Regions from separate parts of the Mus musculus genome. Here region 2 is linked to region 1. A link is a contact called in public HiChIP or PLAC-seq data. All regions are on one chromosome and are shown on one strand. Each heading gives the region's core, a stretch centred on a gene start, on an enhancer-like site or on the middle of the called end of the contact. The rest is flanking DNA. Distances are from core to core; before and after follow the strand shown. Region 1 overlaps Itk (IL2 inducible T cell kinase). Region 2 holds the start of Itk (IL2 inducible T cell kinase).

What was found. HiChIP or PLAC-seq counts read pairs in DNA pulled down with a chosen protein or histone mark.
Region 2: an H3K27ac HiChIP or PLAC-seq map of regulatory T cells shows a contact between it and region 1, with 2.3 times the contacts expected there. The contact joins the promoter of Itk here to the enhancer-like site in region 1. A contact is called at or near these places in 12 of 39 promoter capture datasets (3T3-L1-derived adipocytes, the HPC-7 cell line, embryonic stem cells and 7 more), 2 of 15 datasets of contacts at CTCF or cohesin (CD8 T cells and pro-B cells), 12 of 484 Hi-C or Micro-C datasets (CD4 T cells, CD8 T cells, DN3 thymocytes and 5 more), 13 of 115 datasets of contacts at active chromatin or transcription factors (the 230-238 cell line, CD8 T cells, the HPC-7 cell line and 6 more) and 3 of 9 other capture datasets (adipose tissue, liver and pancreatic islet).

The regions. Positions count from the first base shown.
Region 1 is chr11:46,346,405-46,350,346 of GRCm38.p6, forward strand. Itk (IL2 inducible T cell kinase) reads right to left here. Exons shown (of 17, transcript NM_010583.3): 8 at 1,467-1,521. Among named protein-coding and RNA genes, the nearest start is that of Gm12167, 6.1 kb to the left of the region's middle. Within about 2 kb of position 1,692, at least 11 of the 459 cell types and tissues checked have an H3K27ac peak or open chromatin away from gene starts, as enhancers often do. A contact at or near this core is called in the SCID.adh cell line and regulatory T cells, where this site is marked.
Region 2 is chr11:46,387,340-46,391,019 of GRCm38.p6, forward strand. It overlaps Itk (IL2 inducible T cell kinase), which reads right to left and starts at 2,176. Exons shown (of 17, transcript NM_010583.3): 1 at 1,934-2,176. The coding sequence starts at 2,071.

The sequences.
Region 1 (3,942 bases), core at 442-2,941:
CAGGAGTTGCTTTTTTTTTTTATTGAGGTGAGCTGTCTGAAGTTCTATACTGACTTTATTGAGGATAATCCAGGGTCCTAGTTCTGTGTTCTTTGTACTTAGTTCTTATCACACTTTACCGTTTTCCAGCAACACAGGCTGAGGAATGAGAGGAGCTGGCTACATTTGTATCCTAAATCCAGTTCAGGAAAATATGGAGCCAGGTGATGGTGGAGCATGCCTTTGGTCCAAGTACTTAGGGGGCAGAGGCAGGTGGATCTCTGAGTTCGAGGCCAGCCTGGTCTAGAGAATGAGTACCAGGACAGCCAGGGTTACACAGAGAAACCCTGTCTTGAAAAACCAAACCAAACAAATGGGGTGGGAGAGAAAACAAAATTTAGGTTACTTTTGGAGGTCCTGCTTCTACAGATCTACCATGGAATCTTAGAATCTGTATTTTTGTTACATTTGTCTATTTCATGTGTGTGTGTGGGGGGGGGGGCGGGATGTATGCACCATGGTAGGCATGCCGAGGTCAGAGGACAACTCTGGGAATCAGGTCTCTCCCTCCACCGTGCAGGTCCTGGGTATTGAACCCAGGTCGTCAGGCTTGATGGCCTTAAACCCACTAAGCCATGTCACAGGCCCCTCAGGATCTGCATTGTAAACACCTGCAGCAACTCAGATATGAGGACTCTTGGGAACCACGGGAGATGAATAACCTTGGCTGAGAACCAAGGAGACACGAGCACTCAAGAAGGACTCAGCTCAGTTCCCCCTGCTATGGGTACACTGTTCAATGCCTTTCATCCTGCTCTCCCTTTTACTCACATGTAACTACTGAGTGAGTCGTGGTTCCCAGTGGGGTCCAGGCACAATATCAGTGACTAACTGCACAGGGCCAGGAGCACACAGGGGCAGCATCCATGGTTTTAACAGATCACTGACACCCTGATGTATACTGATGTTCAGTTTGTCCTCACTAACAAATGTGGGCCCAGAAGGCTGAAGAGAAATCCCCACAGTTACCCACTGAACTGAAGGCAGAACAGAGACCTAAACAGGGGTCCCCATCCCATCCAATCATGCTGCCTTTCCGCTCATCCCTCCTTCCCCTAAGTCTAAGATCCTGGAGTAAGGTCAGTCTCTCTGCCAGACTGCAAAGGCTTCAGAGAAGGAACTGTAGTGGGAAAATCTGTTTAAACTACAGGCCTGTTAGGCAGAATCCATTCCTGAGTAGCAGAAACAGGAAAAAGCAGAGCTGCCCTGAAGCCAAGGTCACAGCCGCAGCCAGTGTTAGCGACCAGGCCTAGCGCTTCCCTAGGCCTCCTTTCCTGTGCTGTCTAGCCCTGATAATCCTCAGAATACCTGTCCTCAGACATGAAAGCCATTGTTAAGCCAACACAGGAAAGCGGCACCACACCAGCATAGCCATAATATGGCTGGAAACTGTACAATTTCTTTTTAGTCAGGATGCAGGTACTCACTGTGTCCAAAAGAAGTTTTTCAGCTTTGTCGCGGCTGATGCTTTTATTGTACCACCTGAAAGCCAAAAAACAAGCCTTGGGTCACAGTTGGAAAACTTTATCGCTTACTTATAAAACATGATGCTCAAAAGTCATGTGTTTACTTTCTGTTTCTATCAGAGCCTTCAAACACTGATAGAAAGCCATGACCGTTTCCAGGTAGTAGGGTGTTTATCTGGAGAAGAAAAAGAATGAAGCAAGAGCTGGCATCAGACTAGTGGTTGCTGAAGCTGAGTTTCAGGGCCTTCTTAGTACTCTGCTCTCTATTTTGGTGGGAGTTGGAAATTTTCCATGATAGTGTTGTAAAAAACACTCACCTCCCCCACTTCATATGCCAGTGGGTGGCTGCAGGTAGGAGGGTGACAGGTAGCCATAAAAAAACGTTAATAGTAATTTGCAACTTTAGCAAATCTCCTTTGAAAACAATTGTCATATTTTCTTCTTAAGATTGCCCCCCCCCAGACTTTTTGCAAAGCTTTTGTAATTGATAAGTATAATTAATAAATGGCAAAGCCAGGGGCCATTTTTAAGAACGAAGTTTTTTGAATGTTGTTACAATGTGGAGACATATCTTGACCATCTCAATCACCTAGGTAAGATAAAGTGTGGTGGGAGAGAAGGGACTCCCCCAGGGCTAAGAAGAAGAAAGGCAGGAAATGAGCATGCAGGCTCTTCACTGTCCATGCATGTGCATTTGTGCAGGATGATCAGTAGCCGTGTGGTAGGATGTACAGACATGCAAGTTGGTCAATAGTCCCATGGGGATGTGCAGGCTCAGCACATCTCTCCTTCAGCTGCTTACTCGCCCATCCTTCCTCATTTCAGCCATTATGGTAGTTTAAAGTATCCAATTGAACATGTGCTATCATATATAAGATACATAAAAGCCAAAACATGAATAAAAGCCTCAGCCCAGTAACATTCAGAGTTCTCTAGAACTTGGATAATAATTCTCTAGAAGCATGAAGGCTGACATAATATGTCACTTCCTGGTAAAAGAAGCCTACAGGGTCTTATTTCTGGGCCAGAAAGCATACAGCAAAAGGAGAATGGTCATCAGTTGACAATTTACTTTTGGAGCTTAATAAACTCAGGAGAGGCGTAGGTGGGGAAGAAATAGTATCTATGAAAATTGTTTGGCTACTTGAGAGCATCCAAAAAGAAGAGAACCAGGGGATTCCACTGAGCGTTTAAAACACTCTGGCTGAGCAGACTGTACACCTCCTTGGGCTCCCAGATGGCCAGGAAGTGTGTGTGCTTCATCCCATCTAAGCTCCAAGCAATGCGTATGAGTTGCTAGAGCTGTGCTTGAAAGTGTGACTCAGGCCTGGGTTCAGCAGACAATAGTGTCAAACTCGTAGACTGAGGTCTGCTTGAGTTCAGTGCTCAAGGGAGTGAAAAAATATCTGCAGTGCGGTGTTTTGCTTGTTTCTGTCTCCTCTGATTCTTCCTTTACCCAGGGAGGGATCAAAGCTCACAGAGGGTGAGGTATAGTGGCCTCTCCTCTGCAGTTTTGCTGTGTTGTGATTTCAGTTGCCCACTCATGGTCCCAGAAAATACAAGATGGACAATTCCAGAAATTACCAATTCTAAATTCTGAGTAGCATGATGAAATCTCACGACAATCATCTAGGGTATAAGTCACCCTTGAAGCAGCCAATCCACTTAGATGCAATACCTACTTACTAGTCACTTGGTTGCTGTCACCAGGTACAGTGCCACAGTATTGATGTGTTTGTGTCAAGTGATCCTTACTTCATGTAAGAAGAGTCCTGGTGGCAATTTTATGGTAGTATATTGCTATAACTTCTATTTCATCACTATCCATTAGTGTTAATCTCTCAATGGATCTAACTTAAAGTAAGCTCTCCCATAGGCTGTACATAGAGGAAAAAGCATAGTACATACTGAGCTCAGAGCTACTTGCAGTTTCAGGATACGTTATAGGTCATGGAACCCACCCCCAGGAATTAGTAGGCTGCTGGAACTTGTTAAAGATTCTGCTTCTAAGCTAAGGCAGGAAACCTGGATCCAGTTATCTTAGCAGGTGGTATACTTCTTGAGATCTTATGTAAAACTCACCTTAAAGTCATCAAAATTGAGTTAAAGAATAGAAAGTATGGATAACTTTCTTATATCTAGCTATATATTAAATATCAGAAAGTTTCCTTATGTTATATCATTTTCTAGCTGGGATTCCACAACCCAGGAAATGCAAGCTGGTATGCACAGTACAAACTGGCTCACAGGCCATATGGTTTTTATTATAAAAATGACTTAAGATTCCTTTAGGTAGGGGGTATACATTTTTACTTGCCCCCAGGGGTCCATCAATTGCCTACTGCTTTATTTTGTTGAGGCCTCAAATTTGCTTCTTGAATCATAAACAAAGGGATTTTGATTAAAGGCCAAGACAAACACAGCTATTCAGACAAGC
Region 2 (3,680 bases), core at 926-3,425, 41 kb after region 1:
TGGGTGAGCTTTATGGTAAGGCCAAAGAGATGTCATCTTAGGATTGCTTCTTACAACTGATATGCCTTTCCTGTCATTATGCAACTAACAGTCCCTGGGCATTAGCCCACCCTATTGATCAGATTTCCTTCAGATCAGCATAAAGATGAATGTTCATGAATTAATGCTGTTTAGATGAATTAATAATGATTCTATAGAATTCCCGATTTGATTCAAATAATTTTAGGAAGTTTTAAGAGATGGTCTTAGTTGCTTTGCTAGAAAGTTGTAATAAGGTTACAGTCAAGAATAGAATGTGCCCACTCCTCAGAATAGTAAGAAAAGGCTGCATAATAAGAAATACAATGAGCTTTTAATAATTATACTAAAAAGAGAAATAGACTTGGGACAAATTTGTGTTCAAGGAAAAACATTTAGGCCCAAGGATACAACCACAGATATGAACTATGATAAGCCAGGGCCATGTAAAAGCTTTGAACTTGTAACAAGCATATAGAATGAAACACTCCTTTGAGCTAAAATATCAACATCTTTTTGTAACTTCAAATTTGTGTAACATTTTATCTCTGAGGTAATTTTCTAAAGAAATTTTTGTCTGAGAAGGTATAAAAAAGCCAGAGGAAAGAAATTAAGTTGTTAGTTGGATAGTTTGGCTTGGGGGGGGGGGGGCTCTGCCCATCCATCCATCTATCTATCCAGATGTATATGTCTGTTTGTCTATATGTATGTTCGTAGGAGTATGTGTGTATGTAAGCATGCATGAATGCTTGTGGAGTGTATGAGACAGGTGATTGGGCCCAACAAAAATGTGAATGTGTTAACGTGCAAATAAGAATGTGAATGAAAGTGTAAATATATGTGTGAATGTATATGTGTCTGCGCATATTTGCCTGTATAAAGCATCTTAATTCTTTCGCTTCCCTTCCTCTCTGGTTCACAGAGTTAACCAGCCTAGTCAGAGGGGCTTCTGGCTGCCTGGACTGAGAAGGGTGTGACATCAATATACCATTACCTAAATCACCCTGCCGTTAGCAGCAAGTGTCAGCAGATCCAGTAGCTTCTGGCCTCGGAGTAACTTGCAGTCAAGATAGACCTAGGTTATTTTAGAAAGCAACCCTACTCTCAAAAGACCAAGTCTTGCCCCAGCCAATGCTCTTGGCCCTTGGCTGCCTCAGAGAGGACTTAGCCATGGGCTAAGCTCCCAGCACCACCCAGTGCTCCTGTCACACTGTAGTATTAACACACACTCGCTTGCTTTTGTTGTTATTGCTGTGCACGAAGATGTCATTAGACGCCTCCAGCTGAGCCGACACACTCTAGCGGGATCCCTGGTCTGCAGGCAGAAACTCTGTGTTCCACACCCCCAGTCTCCTGAGATGTTTTACCACAAAGAGGGTTGTTCCTTCCAACTTTAGAATGTCACTTTAATGGAAGTAGGACCCCATGGCCTCAGGGCAGTGATGACCATTGAGATAAGCAGAGTTCAAGTCGTGAAAATCTTACATAGGACCTCCCTTCACAGTCTAAGAACCACTTCTTTTGTAAAACAGGGAAGTTGAGCTAGGTTTCCCCTTACGTCTTAATAAGCCATAGTTAATATTTTACTGTCCTACAGACTGTAGATGCCACATATACTTCATGTTTACATAAACTTCAAGTCCTATCCACAACATTCACCACATAAGAAATGTATGAACGTTAAACCTACAGATTTTAGAATTGAAATAGCCAAATCTAACTGACACTGGAGTCTCAGAACTCTCCACATTTCTTCCGATCTCTAACTCTACTTGGTGGCTTCCAAAACACACTGTACCTGCATCCCAGGTGTTCAAGTTTATCTCAGGAATCAGCTCAGTCCAAACACAGAACAAAGTAAATAAACAAAATAAATAAACAAAATAAACAAAGCACAACGTAAGCCTTCTCATACCCCGTGGCGGTCCTCAAAGTAGGCCAGGCTGGCTTTCGTTAAGACAAAGAAACGAACTTTAAAATTCGAGGGAGAAGTCCTTCTCTTCTGTTGGGACTTCTTGATCAGCTGTTCTTCCAGGAGGATGAAGTTGTTCATGGTCCAGTTCTGAAAAGTGATGCGCCTTGGGCATCACCCCGCAGTGCGACTGAAGGAGAGGAGCAGCGGAGACTGAGACAGGATGCAGTTGATCTTTAGAGAGTCGTTCAAAGGCAACTTGCCTCTAACCTTATCTTTTCTATCAGCATCAGCCAGCCTCACCGCTGAGCTCCCTCCTCTGATGTCAAAGGCCATGACCACATCCTTTCAAAATTCACCAAGCTGGGAGGCACATGCGTACCCTTAGCTATATGGTTTGAAAAAGAAGTTTGAAGAAACCTAGAATTATAAGAGGAGTTCACTTATAATTCTTCTAGCTCCTGGTTTAGCCTTGACAACAGTTAAGTCATGTAAACAAGGGACTAAGAACAGGGATCCAGGGGTCAATGGAGCTCAGCTTGTATGTAAGTTTCCCATTGCTATTATCATGGACTGCCTGCCACAGGCTTAGTGGCTCAAAGCGCCATAGAGCCACAAGGCTCAAAGCGCCTTACAATTCTCTAGTTTAGAAGTCTGAAATGTGTCTGGTTGAGTGACAGTCATGGTGACTGTGGGACTGTGCGCCTTTCTTGCAGATCTCTAGGGGACACTGCCTCTGCGACCATCCTCCCTACTGAGGGACACTCTGGTGGCCTCTGTCTTGACTCTTTTACTCCATCTTCAAACCCCCAAACTGCAGGTCGAGCCCTGCTTGCTCTGTATTGCCAAAATCTCTTCCTCCTACCTCTGCTCCATTTAAGGATCCTGAGAACCACACTGGGCCCTTCTCACAGTGGTCGTCTAGGGCAGGCTCCCTATTTTAAGGTCAGCAGATGGGCGCTATAACTCCATTTGGAATGTAAATTCCCCTTTATCACCCAACAACACACAGTCACAGGTTATAGGGATTAGGGCATGCAGAGATCTGCACAGGGCTGTTTATTCTACCTATCGGTTTGAATTCCATCTCTACTACCTACCACTGTCCAGTGGCTTGGAATATCAGTTCCTTCATCTATGAAAGGAAGCAACAGGGGTCTTGTATGAGGCACTGCAGGGGCCCCTTTGGACACCGTTGGTGTGCCTGGCTTCCTTCTGTGTATGCTACTTCAAAAATGCAGTGTCCTGTGTCTGAACACTCTCTCTTGTCTCTTTCTTTTCCAGTGAGCGCCTATGAGATACTGCCAGCCTCGCCGACCTGCAACGTTCTCTGGGAAGCCTTTCAGACTTTCCCACATGGAATCCTCTCTCCTATTTTCCTCTGCCATAAGGACTCTAATGAGGAGGCAGGACACACAGACAGACAGCAAGCTACCTCCTTGTAAGGGCTCTTTGGGAACTAAAGCTTATCTGCCCTGTGGACAATTCACAGGGTCTGACCTTTGAGTCAGGATAATGTTATGGTGTAGAACTTATGTGACCAGGAAGTTAATAGCCAAGAAGTCCCGGGGCAGGCAGAGGCAGCTCATCAGAGAAGAACAGAGGACGAGACAAAGGGAGGGAGGCAGTACAACTTTCCTGTGTAGTTTTAGATGTAATTGCTAATTGCAGCCTCCTTTCACATCATACATTGGATGCTGCTGAATAATGAAGGCAAAAAGAGGCGGGGAGGGAAGAGGAAGAGAGGAAA